Regions from separate parts of the Mus musculus genome. Here region 2 is linked to region 1. The links are chromatin contacts, called in public promoter capture Hi-C maps. All regions are on one chromosome and are shown on one strand. Each heading gives the region's core, a stretch centred on a gene start, on an enhancer-like site or on the middle of the called end of the contact. The rest is flanking DNA. Distances are from core to core; before and after follow the strand shown.

Region 1 (7,621 bases), core at 2,489-4,988:
AGCACCCTATAAATTGGGTGTGGTGGTGCATTTTGGAGGTGTAGACAAGAGTACCAAAAGTTCAAGGTCATCTTTAACTATATAATGAGTTTGAGGATAGCCTGAGCTACATAAAAATCTAGTCAAAAGAGAGAGAAAGCCATGCATGGTGGAGCACATCTTTAATCCCAGCACTGGGGAGGCACAAGCGGGCCAGCCTGGTCTAGTAAGTTCCAGGACAGCCAGGGCTACAACAGAAACCCTGTATCCAAAAAAATAAAATAAAATGAAATGAAATAAAATAAAATAAAATAAAATAAAATAAAATGCGGAGAGAGGGATTGAAAGCCTGGGCCATCTTTAAAGTCAGGTGAATATTATCAGAGTTAGGCTACCTCTGTGAGACCCCCACATGACTGGCATTTTCGTTTGCACTCACGGTATAACAGTAGCCACCAGGACATTGCTTCCTGGCACATCCAGGAAAGGGACCTGTCCTCCTTCTTTAAAATCAATAACGTGCCAGCAAGCATTTTCTTCTGACCCAGTGGTCAGATTTAGGTTCCTAAGCCACTCATTGGCAGAGGAGGGTGATTTTGACCCCCAGGGAATAGATAGATATATGCATAGATATAGATAACTGGGAAGATACTCCTGGCATCAGATGGGAAGAGTGCAGGACCCTGTGATGTCCTGCAGTGGCCTACCACAAAGGATTGTGGCCCCAGATGTTAGTGATGCCAAGGTTGAGACGCCCACCTTGGACCTATCAGGGTGAGCCCTGGGCTAGGTCTGTTTCCCCCAACTACCAAAGTTCTTCAGTGGGCAGGGGCAAAACCCACTCCGTTGGCCAGCCTCAGTCCCTACCAGCCAACCCCCACCCCCACCCCACCCCCCGGGCTACTTGTTCATACCAGTCCATGTCTCTTCAGGGGGCACTCTGCTATGTCACAACAGCAAACTTTATAGTAAGATTCCAATTTGACAGAATTACAAGGTACCTCTCAGACCTCCTCCTGTCTCCAGAGATGCTTTGACAAACCTACCTTGCTTGGCTGAGTTTGTCCTTGGAGAGCCCAGGACCAGGGTAGGGCTGGTTTGGTGCAGTAATGTAGAAAAACTACTCCTGCCGGTGCTCCTGAAGTAGAGCTTTGCAAGTTCACAGGAGCACTTGTGGGATGGCTGGGAGGTTGATCAGCCTTTCGGTGTACACGATGAGGTTGCAGGCAAACATTGGATGAGGTGAGGTCTGGGGAGCACTTGGCATGCAGTGGGTACTACATGAGTCCCATAGCAAAGGGGGAACCAGTGATAGGCATTGCAGGTGACCCAGGAGGGCTTAGTGACCTAGCAGGGACAAGGCCCTTCCTTGTACACCTAGCAGTAGGGTTTGTAACTGCCTGGATACGAAGACGGAGGAAACAGAGGCTGGACTTTAAGGTCCACCCCCGTTCCCCCCTTCTTGCAGGATGCTGGGGATGCCCAGTGGTTAGGCCTAACTGTGCCTCTCTCTTATAGACCCCATGATGGAGCTGGCAGGCCCTGACCCCTCTGAACTTGACAACCATCAGGAGATGGAGGACTTCGAGGAAAACGCCTACACCTACAGCAGTGTGGACAGCAGCGCGGAGGCCAGCACCCTCACTGAGCAGGCCATGAAAGAGATGGCCTACTACAATGTGCTATAGCAGGCCGCTGAGTGGGCGGGGAGGGCGCAGGGTGAGACCCACATACTGAGGGCTGCCCCTCTGCAGCCCAGAACCAAGCTACTGCCCACTGCCTGGCCCTCCTCCCCCCCAACCCTCAAATCATTTGCACCACTAGGGATCTTTAGACCAAATGGAGACTCTACTACTGTCCTTGCAGGGAGCTGGCCACAGGCCTAGGCATCCCGGTGAGGGAAAGGTAACCAGGAGGTCCGCATCTGGTTCTCCTTGGCCTGCTGCTGTGCGTGGGCAGGGGGAATGCCAGTGAGGCCTCTTACAGGCACAGACTTAGAGGTCTTCCCCAAGCCACCTCAGGCGCGGAGGCGCTCTCCAGGAAGAGAATGCTTGAGCCAGGCCTTGTCTCTCTTCTGCACCGACTCTGGCCTTTAAGGACATCTGAACCCCTGCACTGGCCGACACTGCCCACCCCCACCCTGGTCAGACCCAAGAACCTCTTCCCTCCCCCTATCACTCAAGAGCCAGGCAGGGCACTCTGCCTTCTACCTCCTGGGCCTCCCCTTGCTCCATGCAGGCATGCATGCGGCCCTAGCCCTGGCCCTGCCTGTCGGAGAGCTGAGGGGAGTCCAGCCTCCAGAGCACCCTCCCAGCTGGCCTGCAGAGCTCCCCTGCCCCAGCCTCGTTTGAAAGAATGTCCCTAATGTGCATTTCAACACAGTTCATCCAGGTCTGTTCCAAGCTAAGGTACCAACCACAGGGTCCTCACCAAACAAACCCAGGACATGCCCTGCATCTGGCAAGCATTAACAAAGATAGATGGCGGCTCCTTGAGCCAGCGGGGAGGGAGGGTCGGGGTGACATCTCTGGGACCAAGAGTGGCTGTCCTCAGGGGAAGCCAAGGAAGACCACCCGTGGGAAGAGGGGAACTAGAATGGTTTTGGTTTTGGTTTTTTATGAGCAAGCAGGTGTCGTGGGGAGTGGGTGAGCTGTGGCTCAGCCGGCTCCGGAGGAAGAGCAACATGTTTAACTGAAGACCAGAGAGAGGGAGGGGAAAATTCTGTTTGCAGCAAGAAGGGTATTGTGAAAGAAATTTATGTTTTCCTTTCCAACTCTCCTGTCTATCATCTTTGATGGAGAGGGGTTTTTTTTGGTTTCTGTTTCTATTGGTTTGTTTTGGGTTTTTTTTTTTTTTTTTGGTTTTTGGTTCGTCCAAGCCTCAGCTTTCTTGTGTGCTGTGTGTACTTCCTGCCTCCCTTTCCGAAAGCAGCCATGCCTGAGGGGCCCTGGCCCAGGTGTATCACTAGCTGGGAGCCTCAGAAGGCTAAGGCAGGAGGGAAGTGGGGGAGGCAGAGAACCTACCCGGCCCTCTCCAGTCAGCTGGCCCTCTTCACCTGTCCCCTCCCCTCCCCCCTGTCCTCCATCCATAAGCTCGCAAGCACCCAAACCCCTGCCCACAAATCCCAAGGCCCCCAAGGGGAGGAGCAGGCGGGACTAACCCCAAAAAGGCATAGATGAAGCCACCAGCTTTGGCTGAAAAACCAAGAGGGGGAGACCAGCTGAGGCAGAGGGTGTTGATTCGCAGTGTGACAGCCCCCAAGCCAGGCCTCAGGGTGACTGTTCAGGACTGGGGATGAGGGGGACACAGTGGCCCAGGTGTGGTTTCCCATGGCTCCCGGCCTCCCAGGTGCCCATCATGATGACCCTCAGGTGGCAGTGATTAGCTATCACTGTACAAGACATTTATTTCTCCTGCTGAGCAGAAGGCATCACCCCTGCAAACTACCTCTTCCCACAATGACTTTCTCCCTGGTACCAAAAAGCACCCTGTACCTCCTCCTTCTTCTCTTCCTCCTCCTCCTCTCCTGCCAACGCAGTGGCCTTGGTCTTGGAACAGAAGGGAGAAGTCTGGCCTGGGTGGGGTCTCCCACTGTCCCCCAGCCTGCCATTGGCACAACCCCCTTGGGGATGCCATACTGAAAAAGCCCCTGCCCTCGCCTTGTGCCGGGCAAAGCGGAGAGGAAGGCACAGCACAGTACACAGTTGGAGCTGGAGGTGGTCCTGGCACAGCTCCAGCCTCACCCCTCCCAGGCTTCTGAAAAGGGTGACTCAGAAGCCCTGGCCGAATTCCACTCTAACTTATTTTGACATGTATACAAACCAACTGTTTAGAGATTCCTCTTGTGCAGAGCCCTACTGTGTTTTTATGTTCCTGTTTAAAAAGAGAAGTTTACTTAGCAATAATTATAAATAAATGAATATTCTTTAGCGAGGTGACTGTACGTGCTTCTTGGTGCTCTTGGAGGCCCTTCCCCCCAAGGAGGTCCCAACAAGGCTCCCTAGTCACATGCCAGACAGCATCCCCCTCTGGAACTACAAGACAATCTCAGCCACCTGACCTGCCAGAGAGTTGGGGGGTGGGTGGAGGAGAACATGCTCCGAGTCCCAAGGGCAGGTTTTAGGTCTCTGTAGCCCGGATCTACCTGTGAAGGCCTGGGACAACAGATGAGTTCTCCCACACACAGCTTCTTTTTCCCGGTTGTTTTGAGACTTTTTACAGCAGGCTCACACTGTCTACCTGTGTCTGGCCTAGAACGCAACCATCTTCCTGTCTCAGCTTCCTGAAGCAAGACTACACGTATGTGTGTACACCTGGCCTTTTCAGATTTCCGGCCTCCCCAGTGCTGGGATTTCGGGCATGCACTGCCATCCCTGACTTGTTTCCAAATATTCCCACTCTTGGATCTGCAACATAAAACCTGTGGCTAGAGGCAAGCGATAGATAGTTGGTTAAGAGCACTTGCTGCTCTTCCAGAGGACCCAGGTTCAATTCCTACCACCCACATGGCAGCTCAGCAACTGTCTCTAACTCTAGTTCTAGGGTCTCCAATGCCCTCTTCTGACTTCAGTGGACCCTGTATGTACATGGCACACAGATATACAAACAGGCAAGATACCCCATAAAAATACTAAAATAGTCTTTAAACTGGAGGCTAGGGCTGTGGATCAGGCTTGCTGGGTAAAGTACTTGCCTACTATTCAGGAGACCACCCTGGGTTTGATACCCAGCCCTACATACTCAGTGTTGTGATACTGCCCATGATAACTGCATCCAGGAGGTGGAGACTGGAGGCTAAGAAGTTCAAGGTCATCCTTAATTCTATAGAAATTTGAGGCGAGTCTCGGATACACAAAACCATGTCTTTTAAAAAAAAAAGAAAAAAAGGCAGGCAATGGGGATGAGAATTCAGCTTAAGATCTTACTGATGGGGGCTGGAGAGATGGCTCAGAGGTTAAGAGCACCGACTGCTCTTCCAAAGGTTCTGAGTTCAAATCCCAGCAACCACATGGTGACTCACAACCATCCGTAATGAGATCTGACACCCCCTTCAGGTGAGTCTGAAGACAGCTACTAAATAAATCAAAAAAAAAATCTTACTGATAAAATGCTTGCTAAACTCAATTCCCAGCACTGACAACAACCAACTCCAGATACAGAGAACTGACTGCATTATCAAAGTTACCCTAATCTCCAGCAGGACCAAACAAGCAGAAAGAGAAGTCACTGACTGCACAGCGACAGTGCTTTCCATTGAGTGTATATGGGCTTTGGAACAACATTTCCACATCACTTTTCTAGTTGTGCCAAAGGAGAAACCTGAAGGATGGGAACAGGGGATCCCGGACACACAGAGACCTAGGCAAGCCTGAGCGGGCTTGCAAAGCAGAGACTGGGGGATCTGTTTCTAGTGTATAACCTATAACAGGGCAAATGAGCCTGAGCACAGTCGCATAGGCCCTTAATCCCTGCCTTGGGAAGCAGAGAGGTAGACCTTCGTGACTAGAAGACCAGCCTGACCCATAAAGTTCCAAACCAGCTAGAACTGCGTGCTGATGAGGCCTCGTCTCAGCTAAGTTGGTACCAGGATGAAGTTGGGATGCAGAGGTAGAATGCTTGCTTAGTGTACACAAAGCTCGAGGTTGGAGTGTCAGCACTATAAGAGGTGAAAGGTGCATGTGTTATTATAACAAGTATCTACAACATCACAGAATGACAATTCCCTAGATGGAGAAACGGGATCACCTTAGGAGATTCTATGTGAGTCTCTGCCCTTAGGCCCCAGCTAGCTCCACTGGCTCAGCAGCAGACACTGCACGCAACTTTGTGAGGAAGCCAGGGCCTCACCCCCAAAGTCTGGCAACTCAGGCAGCCAGTGAAGAATGCAGGAGGCCCACAGGCTGCCTCGTTCCCTCTCATGAGAAGCAACCCCCTGGCTGACCTATTAACAGCCTGAGGCACCCCAACCCTGTCCCTGGGGGATCCTACCAGCTGCTCCCTCCCACTCGGGGACAAACACATCAAGACAGTTTTGCGAAGAGCTTTTTAGTAGCTAAATATGGCACCATGTGATTCCAGAGCAATATAAATTACAGTATGCAGAACACTGACTGTCTGAGGTAAAGCACACGTTCCTGCCTCATGTCCACCGTGAGGGAAAATGCTCATATACTTTAAAAAACATCTCCATCATATATATATGTAAAAAAATGTCCCCTAGAAAGGCCACCAGAGAGGGGCTGTGAGGCCCACCCTCTGCCATGTACAGAGTACCCACTGGAGCTGAGTAGTGTCCACCCCTACTGCTTGCCCAGAGCTCTGTCCAGGTTGCTCTTAATGGTGTCCAGGAAGTCTGTGGTGTTCAGGAAGTGCTCGTTCAGCTTCACACTGCCGAGAGAACATCAGGGGAGACTCAGGCCTCCTGGAGGCCATCAACCAAGCCATTCCCAGGCTCATTAGACCTCAGGCCACCAGGCCCAGGTCCAAGTTTGCTAGTAGCCCACTGCTAGAGGGTCACAATAAATTTGGCAGAAAGTTTAAAGTAACAAGCTACCGGGCACAGGCCTCATAAAAGAAGCTGGGGAAAGGTTTAAGGAGGAGAGCAGAGGAACTAAGCAACTGCCAGAGGGCACCAACTCAGACCTGGTCAAGGAAGGCTTGGCCTGAGCCATTTCTCAGGACTTGTCCTGCCCCAGACCCCAGGCAGCTCTACCCACTCATGAGAGAGACTCTTGGGGGGGGGGGGTTCCCCCTGGCTTCCTCCCACCTGCTGGGGTCTCAAGCCCTGTTTCCCAAAGCACACACTTGCTGAGGCCATGGATACAGCCAGCCAGGTCCTTGGTCATCGCTCCGCTCTCCACAGTCTGCACGCACACCTTCTCCAGCGTCTGTGCAAACCTGCGGGGGATGCGGCAGAGTGAGGCCCCGGCATGCTGGGCAGAACTGTGGGCTGCACCTGCTCAAGCCCTCCCCATGAGCTCACCTGATAAGGTCCTGGTTCCCATCCAGCTTCCCACGATGCTCCAGACCCCGTGTCCAGGCAAAGATGCTGGCAATAGGGTTGGTACTGGTGGGCCGGCCCTGGGGACAGGCCACAGGATCAGCTGAGCACCAGACACAGCTATCTACCTCCAGACCGGCAGACCGGGTTCATCCTCCCGGTCATCAGGGCCAGTGGGCTATGGACCTTGAAATGCACACATTTACCTTCTGGTGTTCTCGGTAATGGCGGGTGACTGTCCCATGAGCAGCCTCAGCCTCAATTGTCTTCCCATCAGGGCAGACCAGCACAGATGTCATCAGGCCGAGGGAGCCAAAGCCTGGCGGGGAGGGACAGATCTCTCCTCAGAGCCATGCTTCAGCTCAGAACCCTTCAGCTTAGACTCCACGCCACTGTCACCTCTGTGTGTTCCCTTTCCAGACCCCATAGCCTGAGGCGGTCAGTCTGAAGCCCCCTGGAAGGCCATTTCAGGAAGAAATAAGCCGCCATCAGCAATTTTGCAAGCCTCCCTGTTTCTGACACTGTTAGCCCCTTTATTTCAAATGTCCCCAAATCCAGACTTCAGCTGGAATGGGTCTGTTGTCAAGGACTCTGGAGAATCAAAAAACTCCCCCAGACCCACAAAGAATGTGAAGGCCAGAG
Region 2 (7,621 bases), core at 2,144-4,643, 170 kb after region 1:
TCTTTTATCGGCCTGAAGCTCACTAACAAGGTTAGGTTAGCTGACCAATGAGAAGCCAGGAACCTGCCTATTTTTTTGTCTCCCCAGTGCTGAGATACAAGCATGTGCTACCATGCCAGGCTTTGTGTTCTTGGATTCTGGGGCTTGAACTCAGGTCCTCATGCTTTCAGGGGAGGGACTTCAGTGCTTGAGTTATCATCCCAGCCCACTAACAGAGTCTTAATGACTCTTTCCTTCGCTGTGTTTCCTATACTCTAATCAATTCCAGCAACACCAGGTGTTCCTTTCATTAGCCCATCATCCTGTTTTTCCCCACACCATCTCTCCTGTGTCTGAAACTGCTGTGTCTCATCAGGCAGCAACTGGAAGAGATTCGCCTAAAGCAGGAACAGCAGGAGAACCCAGGCACCAAGAAGCGCAAGGAAAACAAGGAGCAGAATCAGGGAGAATCGGCGGGGGAGAAAAGCCGATCCCGAACAGCTACTCGGGTCCTTGCCACCAGCTTGGCATACAGGAACCGGAACCGGGAGAAAGAGGTGTCAGGGGTGTGGCTCTTACCTTCTCACACAAGACTTAATTGGGATTCCTAGGGAAGGGAACCCTTGCTGTCCCCTCTCTCCTCGCTTGAGAGAGACGAGTCTCTAACTAGTAAATTGGATCTGACCTTTTGGAACAGAAGGTGAGAGAATGGACAGCTAAGGGAATCTTACAGTGCGGCCCGGAGAGGGAAGGAAATAGAATGGGCCAGGGGTCCTGCAGCCATTCTTGCTGGTGGTATGAGGCTCGTCTTGGACATCCTGTATCTCTCCTGTCCCTTGTAGCTGCTGCCAGTACAACTGGACACTACGCAGCCTCAGGACATCGTGGAAGAGGAGGAGCTCGAGCGGATGAAGCTCCTGCTACAGAGAGAGAACCTCATCCGCAGCCTGGGCATTGTAGAGCAGCTCACCCGCATGCTGTACCCTAGCCACCGGAGCCACAGAAAGCTTCATGAGTATCGGGTGAGGGTCCCTGCGAAGCCTCTCACAAAGCAAGGGAACAAGGGCTGTGATGCCAACACGTGGTGGTGGTTTCACCAAAGGAGGTTCTTGTGATGGTACCTGTCACGGGAGCCTGGGAGAGGCTCTGCTGGTTCCATGATGTCTGTTCCCAGGCTCCCTTGGGTTTGGTATTGCAATCCAGCCAAGTGCAGCTCCCAACTTTCTCAGTTGCAAGGGACTTGTTGTCTCTATTCCTATTTCACAGTATCCCACAACTCATGACTGACAAATAACAAGGCCACCACCATGCTCAGTGGCTTCTATGTACTTACCCTAGTATTGGCAATGCCCTGGCTCTAATGGGAGCTAAGTAAACAGTCTTGGGCCAACAAAACAGCTGCCGTTTTCACTATTCCCTGGGCTAGTAGCAAACCTGTTGGGCCCTCTGTTTTTGATGAACCCCAAAAGAATAACTAGTTAAACAATGGTTATGGCCTAGGAGAGATTGTTTTATTTCCAACACTCTATCCAGACTCCCAAGAAATATGGTAAGGGGCTGCTCTTCTCCTCTAGCCTAGATTTCACCAGGACGGGCTGAGCAGTCAAGAACTGCAACCTGTGAATTTGGTCCCATTGGTGCTTCTGAGAGGGGCTGCCTCAGAGCAGATCCCTCCTCATTTCCTGCAACCACTTCGGCCCCACGAGTTGATCCCCAGGATCTTAGGGCCGCTATCAAGCATCAATCCCGCAATTGCACAGCATTCCCGGTACCATCTTCAGCCCAAGAACTTCAACTGGATAGGAGATTCAGCAGCCACGGGCCCCTGTTCATTGTCAATGAAGAAATCTGGGAGGCACTATATTTCCAGCTCTAGAGTCAGGCTCACTAGCCGTAAGTATTCAAAAATAGCCTTGGTCACTTTTGACTGGTGTAAATTCCTAGTAGCAAATGTTACAGCTGGGCTGCTCCTAGGATACAAAGTGGCATTCCTGGTAGTATAGGCATGGGGGGAAGGCAGTGGACCCGTTTATTTACTTGCTTCTATCTAGTGACCCTGGTGATAGAGATGACAGACCAATTCCAGCCCTCAACCAAGGTTAACAGGGAAATGGACATGTAAACAGGCTAATTAAGATCCAGTGTGGTAGAGATGCTAGAGGGAAGCATGGGATGCCAGTCTTGTGTGTTACTGGAGCACAGATGGGAAAGAGGTGAGAACATCTCTTTTGTGGGTACTACAACTTAGTGGGGGTCCATGTCTCTACTGCAGAAGGCCAAGCCAGCAGAAGGCTAGAAGCCATAAACAGAGCCCTGTCAGGATCAGTGCCACCCACTCTAACCCCAAGGCAGGGCTATCTTCTGCAGCCCAAAAGACAGGAAAATGGCTCATGGACTGAATGCTGCACCTTGCCCTCCATGGTAAACTCTGAACACAGAGGAAGCAAGGCTGGGGATCTTCCCCTATGCCCTGCCTCTGCACCAGTACTGCAGCATTCCAGCCCACTCCTCAACATCATCCAACACAGGTAAAAGAAGGAAAGCCCAGCACTCAACCAAAACAGCAAATGGTCTTCAATCTTTGCTAATTGAAAGACTGCCAACAAGTTCCAGATTGAAAAGCTCTGGCCAGGACCTTTGTTTGCAAAAGGCAAAAAACACGGAGACACCAAGAGTTCTTCAACATTCTAAGATTCTTTGGGGATCGGTAAAGACTAAAAGATGAAGAGCTAAGGCCAGCTTGTATGCATCGCTGCTCACCAAGCCTTAGGCTGAGTTTATCCCTAAGCGATGGGTCTGAACCCTGGGTATGGCTTGGGGCTGGAGGTCACTGGGCAACAAGGAATTCCTTTCCCGGAGGAGTCAAAAGCGACTACGGTGTAGTCGCCATCAGAAGATTGCTGAGGGTACGCCCTTCCTGCCACAGTGGCAGAATCAGGCAGGCCTGGGCAGCCTGTGCCAGAGGGGCGGCTCTGGGCAACTGAACCCGTCTTTTTATTAAAGTTTATGTCGTTTTCCAGGCGCGTGCTGTACCTCCTTTCGATCCTCCCGTCTGAGGCAAGCTCTTCTCATAGTTACAGCAGGGACGCCCAGCCCAGCCTGGTGACTAAGGCCTGTAGTTCCAATTACTTAGGAAGTTGAGACAAGATGATGAATTTAAGGCTAGGACAATTTAGACCGTTTCAAACATTTTTTCCTTTTTAATGGCTAGGGAGATAGCTCAGTGGCAGTAGCTTGCCTAGCATGTACAAGGCCCTAGCTTGGCTCCCCAGCACCACAAAACCAAAATCAGCAGGAAAGGGTGGGTAACTGGACAATACAAGGACAGCCCCCGCCCACCCAGGAAACGAAAAGCGTAGGATACCGTCTAACTTCCGGTTATTCCTTTCTGCTTCCGGGTTCGCCCTCCCACTTCCGGTGCTTTCCGGTCGCGAGCTGTAGATACCACCTCGCGTCGCAATGGCGCTCTCTCTGAGCCTCTTTTTGGGCGGTCGTGTCCGCACCTCTCTCGCTCGCTGTGGGTTCGCGTCCCAGGTCATGGCGGGCCCGGGTTCTGTCAGCTGCGAGCCGGACCCCGATTCCGACTGGGAGCCGGAGGAGCGGGAGCTCCAGGAGGTGGAGAGGTACCTGCTTCGTGGCGAGCCCTCAGCCTGGAGTTAGGCTTCGCGCCCCGGCGTTCCATGCGCCCCCCCCCAGCTCCGGGCGTCCGGCAGCCGCGTCTGCACAGGCTCTAGTTTCTTCTCATCCGTTGTCTAGGGCACAGGGGCAAGTGATCAGCTCCCTTGACACCCTAGGTCCCGTTGCTTAGTGACGTGTTTCATCACCCGTTAGAGAGTTCGGCATGCTTACGTTCAGGTGCTGTAGGTGTTAGGTTTCTGGGGGCAGTGCACCCAGAGTGCTTTAACCTGGCAGACATGCGGTCAGACGAGAGGGCTGAGCTCTCCAAGATTTAGTTGGATGCTTTTTGAAACACTAGTCTTGCTTCCAAGCTCGGCTTTTGCCATTGGTTCTTTCCCCCAGCGCTTTGAAACGTCAGAAAAAAGCAATGCGATTCCAGAAAATACGAAGGCAAATGGAGGCTCCAGGTGCACCACCCAGAACACTGACGTGGGAAGCCATGGAGCAGATCCGGTGAGACGTTGCTTACAAAATGGGATTTACCTTTTGGGGGATTTTAAGTATTTAGTATTATTGCCTTTAAAATAGAAAGCGTCATAATAAGGAACTTCCTAAACCTGTCCAGAATTTTGTTTGTTTTGCGATGCTGGGATCAGCACAGGGACTTGCTTATGGTCCACTGAGGTCATCACCTCCTAAGGACATACCTAGCTTGGTAGGTACATTATGGACAGTTGATTGAAGTTTGGAAAGCTCTTCTTTTGAGGCAACCTCATGTAGCCAGCTGACCTCCAGGACACTGTAGACAAGGATAGCTTTGAACTCTTGTCTTCCTGCCTCTGCCATCTGAGTTTTGTAATTGAGATTAAAAGTATGTACCAACGCTCCTGGATTTTTATTTTATTTATGTATTTGTTTATTTATTGACAAGACCGCTCTGTAGACCAGGTTAGCCTGGAATTCTTGGGGCAATTCTGACTCTGCCTCCCAAGTTCAGGGATTACACTGTGTATGAGTCACTACTCTTACTTGAAAGGCGTCTGAAACGAATTTTCTTTAAGGGGGCTGGAAAGATGGCTCAGTGGCTCAGTGGCTAAGAGCACTGACTGCTATTCAAAAGGTCCTGAGTTAGCTGGACATGGTGGCGCATGCCTTTAGTCCCAGCACTTGGGAGGCAGAGGCAGGCAGATTTCTGAGTTCGAGGCCAGCCTGGTCTACAGAGTGAGTTCCAGGACAGCCAGGGCTACACAGAGAAACCCTGTCTCAAAAAAAAAAAAAAAGTCCTGAGTTCAATTCCCAGCAACCACATGATGACTTACAACCATCTGTAATGGGATCTGATGCCCTCTTCTGGTATGTCTGAAGACAGATACAGTGCACTCATAAAATAAATAAAAATTTGTTTTTTGTTTTTTTAAGATTTCTTATTTATTTATTATATGTAAGTACACTGTAGCTGTCTTCAGATGCACCAGAAGAGGGCATCAGATCTCATTACAGATGGTTGTGAGCCACCATGTGGTTGCTGGGATTTGAACTTCGGACCTTCAGAAGAGCAGTTGGGTGCTCTTACCCACTGAGCCATCTCACCAGCCCCCTTGGTTTTTTTTCTTTTTTTTTTTTTTTTTGAGACAAGGTTTCTCTGTGCTGGGATTAAAGGCGTGTGCCTTTAATCACCCGGCTTAAATATTTTTTTTAAAAAGAATTTTCTTTTAAGTATTAAGGTTTTTTTTCTTTCCTCCGCTTTTAGGAGCTTGGGGGCGATAGCTCAGTTAGTAACTTGACTGGCAAAATGGGGATCTCAATTTGGTTCCCCATTACCCATGGAAAAAGCCTGATGTGGTGGCATGCTCTTGTAATTGTAGCAGTGCTGAAATGAGAAGCAGAAACACGGCATACCCCTGGCGCTAGAAGGCGGGTTAGTCTAGCCTCCATGGTGAAGTTGCAGACCAGTGAGAGACCCAGTCTCCAAAGGATAGAAGGTGCTGGAAAACTTACAGTAGGGATTGTCCTCTGACCTCCATGTGCCCAGACACACACATGCTGCCTTCACACTTGAACACACACATATTTTTTATTTCCTATTTAAGCTTAGTTTGGCTTATGAACAACTGAAATCCCACCATTGAGGAATGGGACAGAGGCAGGTGGATCTGTATGAAAGCTCTGGTGGTCTACATAGTGAGTTTTGGGGCAGCTAGGGCTATATAGTGAGACTTGTTTCAAAACAAGATTTTTGAGACGGGTTCACATATCCCAGGTTGGTCTCAAATGTGTTATCTAGCTAAGGGTGACTTACTTTCTGAATCTCTTGCCTCCACCTCTTTTTTGCTTTGTTTTGTTTTGGTTTGGTTTGGTTTGGTTTGGTTTGGTTTGGTTTTTCGAGACAGGGTTTCTCTGTGTAGCCCTGGCTGTCCTGGAAATCACTTTGTAGACCAGGCTGGCCTCGAACTCAGAAATCCGCCTGCCTCTGCCACCACGCCCAGCTCTTGCCTCCACCTCTTGTGTGCAGGGATGGCAGGGTGTTACCACCACATCTAGTTTATATAGTGCTCAGGATTGAATTTTGGGCTTCTGTGCACATAAACCCCTACCAACTGAACATCTTAAAAATCCCCCCTTTTTGTTTTTTCTAAGGTTGCGTGTTTGTTTTTGCTCTGCCTTTTTAGACAGCCTTTAGTAGGTCATTCAGGCTGGTTTGAAACATTATCAAGACCTAACATTGCTATCCAGACAGCAGTTGGTGGCTGCTGGTTGACGTGAACTGACCTGATTGACTGGCCAGGTATTGCTGTCTGTACACAGGTACAGAATTAGTTAGCACAGTCTAAGGACTGCATTTGAGGTTTCCAAGGTTTTTTCTTGTCTGTCACTACTAGCATTATCAATTTAGCTCTTCTCATAGGAGACTTACTTGCAATTTGAAAAACTGTTGTTTTTTTTTTCCCTCCCCCTGTAGGTATTTACATAAGGAATTTGCAGAGTCCTGGTCAGTTCCAAGGTTGGCAGAAGGCTTTGATGTCAGCACTGATGTTATCCGAAGGGTTTTAAAAAGTAAGTTTGTACCCACTTTAGAGCAGAAACTGAGGCAGGACCAAAAGGTCTTGAAAAAAGCTGGGTTTACCCGAGAGATTGGTCAGCTCCCCGTTTCTGAAGATACCTTGAAGGCGCTCAGTGCAGGCCGCTCTGTGTCTGGCCTGCTGATGGCAGGGGATGAAGTCTCCTCTAAAAGTCAGAATCACAGCACAGCTTTGAAAGTGGCGAAGTCGCACCCTCACAGCACAGACGCACAGAAGAAACGGGAAGGGAGGGATAAAAGAATCCAAGTCTTGGAAGAGAGCCTAGTGCCTGCCACCACAGCCTTGGGTCATCAGCGAGAGCTTCAGAAATCCGCCACCAGTGACTCCGAGGCCACCGGAAGAGCTGGCAGTGATACGTTACCAAGTGCTGTGCTGCTGGAAGAGCTGAAGCCCGGGGAGCCGGGTGACCAGAGCTTCAGCAGCAAGGTAGTGCAGAGAGGGCATGACTTCTTTGACAGCAATGGAAACTTCCTCTACAGAATTTGAGCCTACGACTGGCTTTTGGAGATGTCTTGACACAGCTGGACAGGTAGACTTGAAGCTGCCAGCATTTTTGCACACCATTGGCCACTTTGGAGTAAGAGTTGGTGAGGCTAGAATGTGGGTGGAGGAGCTACTTAGGCAGGGTCAGACTTCCTGGAGTAAGCCCCATGGGTCCCCTCCGGATCTAAGCACTCATTGGTCTTTGTTGCTTGGTGGTCTCTCTGTTGAGAACAAGAATTATATGTATCCTGTGGTGGATTTTTGTGATACTATATTGGGAGAAAATTGAAAGATTGCCTCCTGACCTCATTTCCTTTCTAATCACTGGACAATCTATTCTTGATCTGTTTAATCAATTGGTTTCCTTATGTATGAAATAAAGTGAAATGGAGCAGTTTGTTGCTTGGTTCTCTTCTCGGCAGAATTTACTTGAAAAACTTTGGAGAGGGATGTAATAGAAA

The links. Promoter capture Hi-C pulls out the DNA fragments that hold promoters and counts their contacts.
Region 2: a contact with region 1 is called in a promoter capture Hi-C map of neural stem cells. The contact joins the promoter of Ngrn here to the enhancer-like site in region 1. A contact is called at or near these places in 6 of 39 promoter capture datasets (the HPC-7 cell line, frontonasal cranial neural crest, hematopoietic stem and progenitor cells and 3 more), 2 of 484 Hi-C or Micro-C datasets (B cells and bone marrow-derived macrophages), 4 of 115 datasets of contacts at active chromatin or transcription factors (embryonic stem cells, microglia, neural tube and 1 more) and 3 of 9 other capture datasets (adipose tissue, liver and pancreatic islet).

What each region holds. Positions count from the first base shown.
Region 1 is chr7:80,088,838-80,096,458 of GRCm38.p6, forward strand. It overlaps Zfp710 (zinc finger protein 710), which reads left to right. Exons shown (of 5, transcript NM_175433.5): 5 at 1,498-3,914. The coding sequence ends at 1,667. Idh2 (isocitrate dehydrogenase 2 (NADP+), mitochondrial) reads right to left here. Exons shown (of 11, transcript NM_173011.2): 8 at 7,186-7,298; 9 at 6,962-7,059; 10 at 6,784-6,876; 11 at 6,009-6,366. The coding sequence ends at 6,279. Among named protein-coding and RNA genes, the nearest start is that of Gm21057, 17 kb to the left of the region's middle. Within about 2 kb of position 3,739, at least 128 of the 459 cell types and tissues checked have an H3K27ac peak or open chromatin away from gene starts, as enhancers often do. A contact at or near this core is called in B cells, neural stem cells and pancreatic cancer cells, where this site is marked.
Region 2 is chr7:80,257,822-80,265,442 of GRCm38.p6, forward strand. It overlaps Ngrn (neugrin, neurite outgrowth associated), which reads left to right and starts at 3,394. Exons shown (of 3, transcript NM_031375.4): 1 at 3,394-3,602; 2 at 4,000-4,110; 3 at 6,557-7,557. The coding sequence starts at 3,439. The coding sequence ends at 7,163. Ttll13 (tubulin tyrosine ligase-like family, member 13) reads left to right here. Exons shown (of 15, transcript NM_177765.3): 12 at 356-536; 13 at 822-1,001; 14 at 1,554-1,872; 15 at 2,508-3,000. The coding sequence ends at 2,704.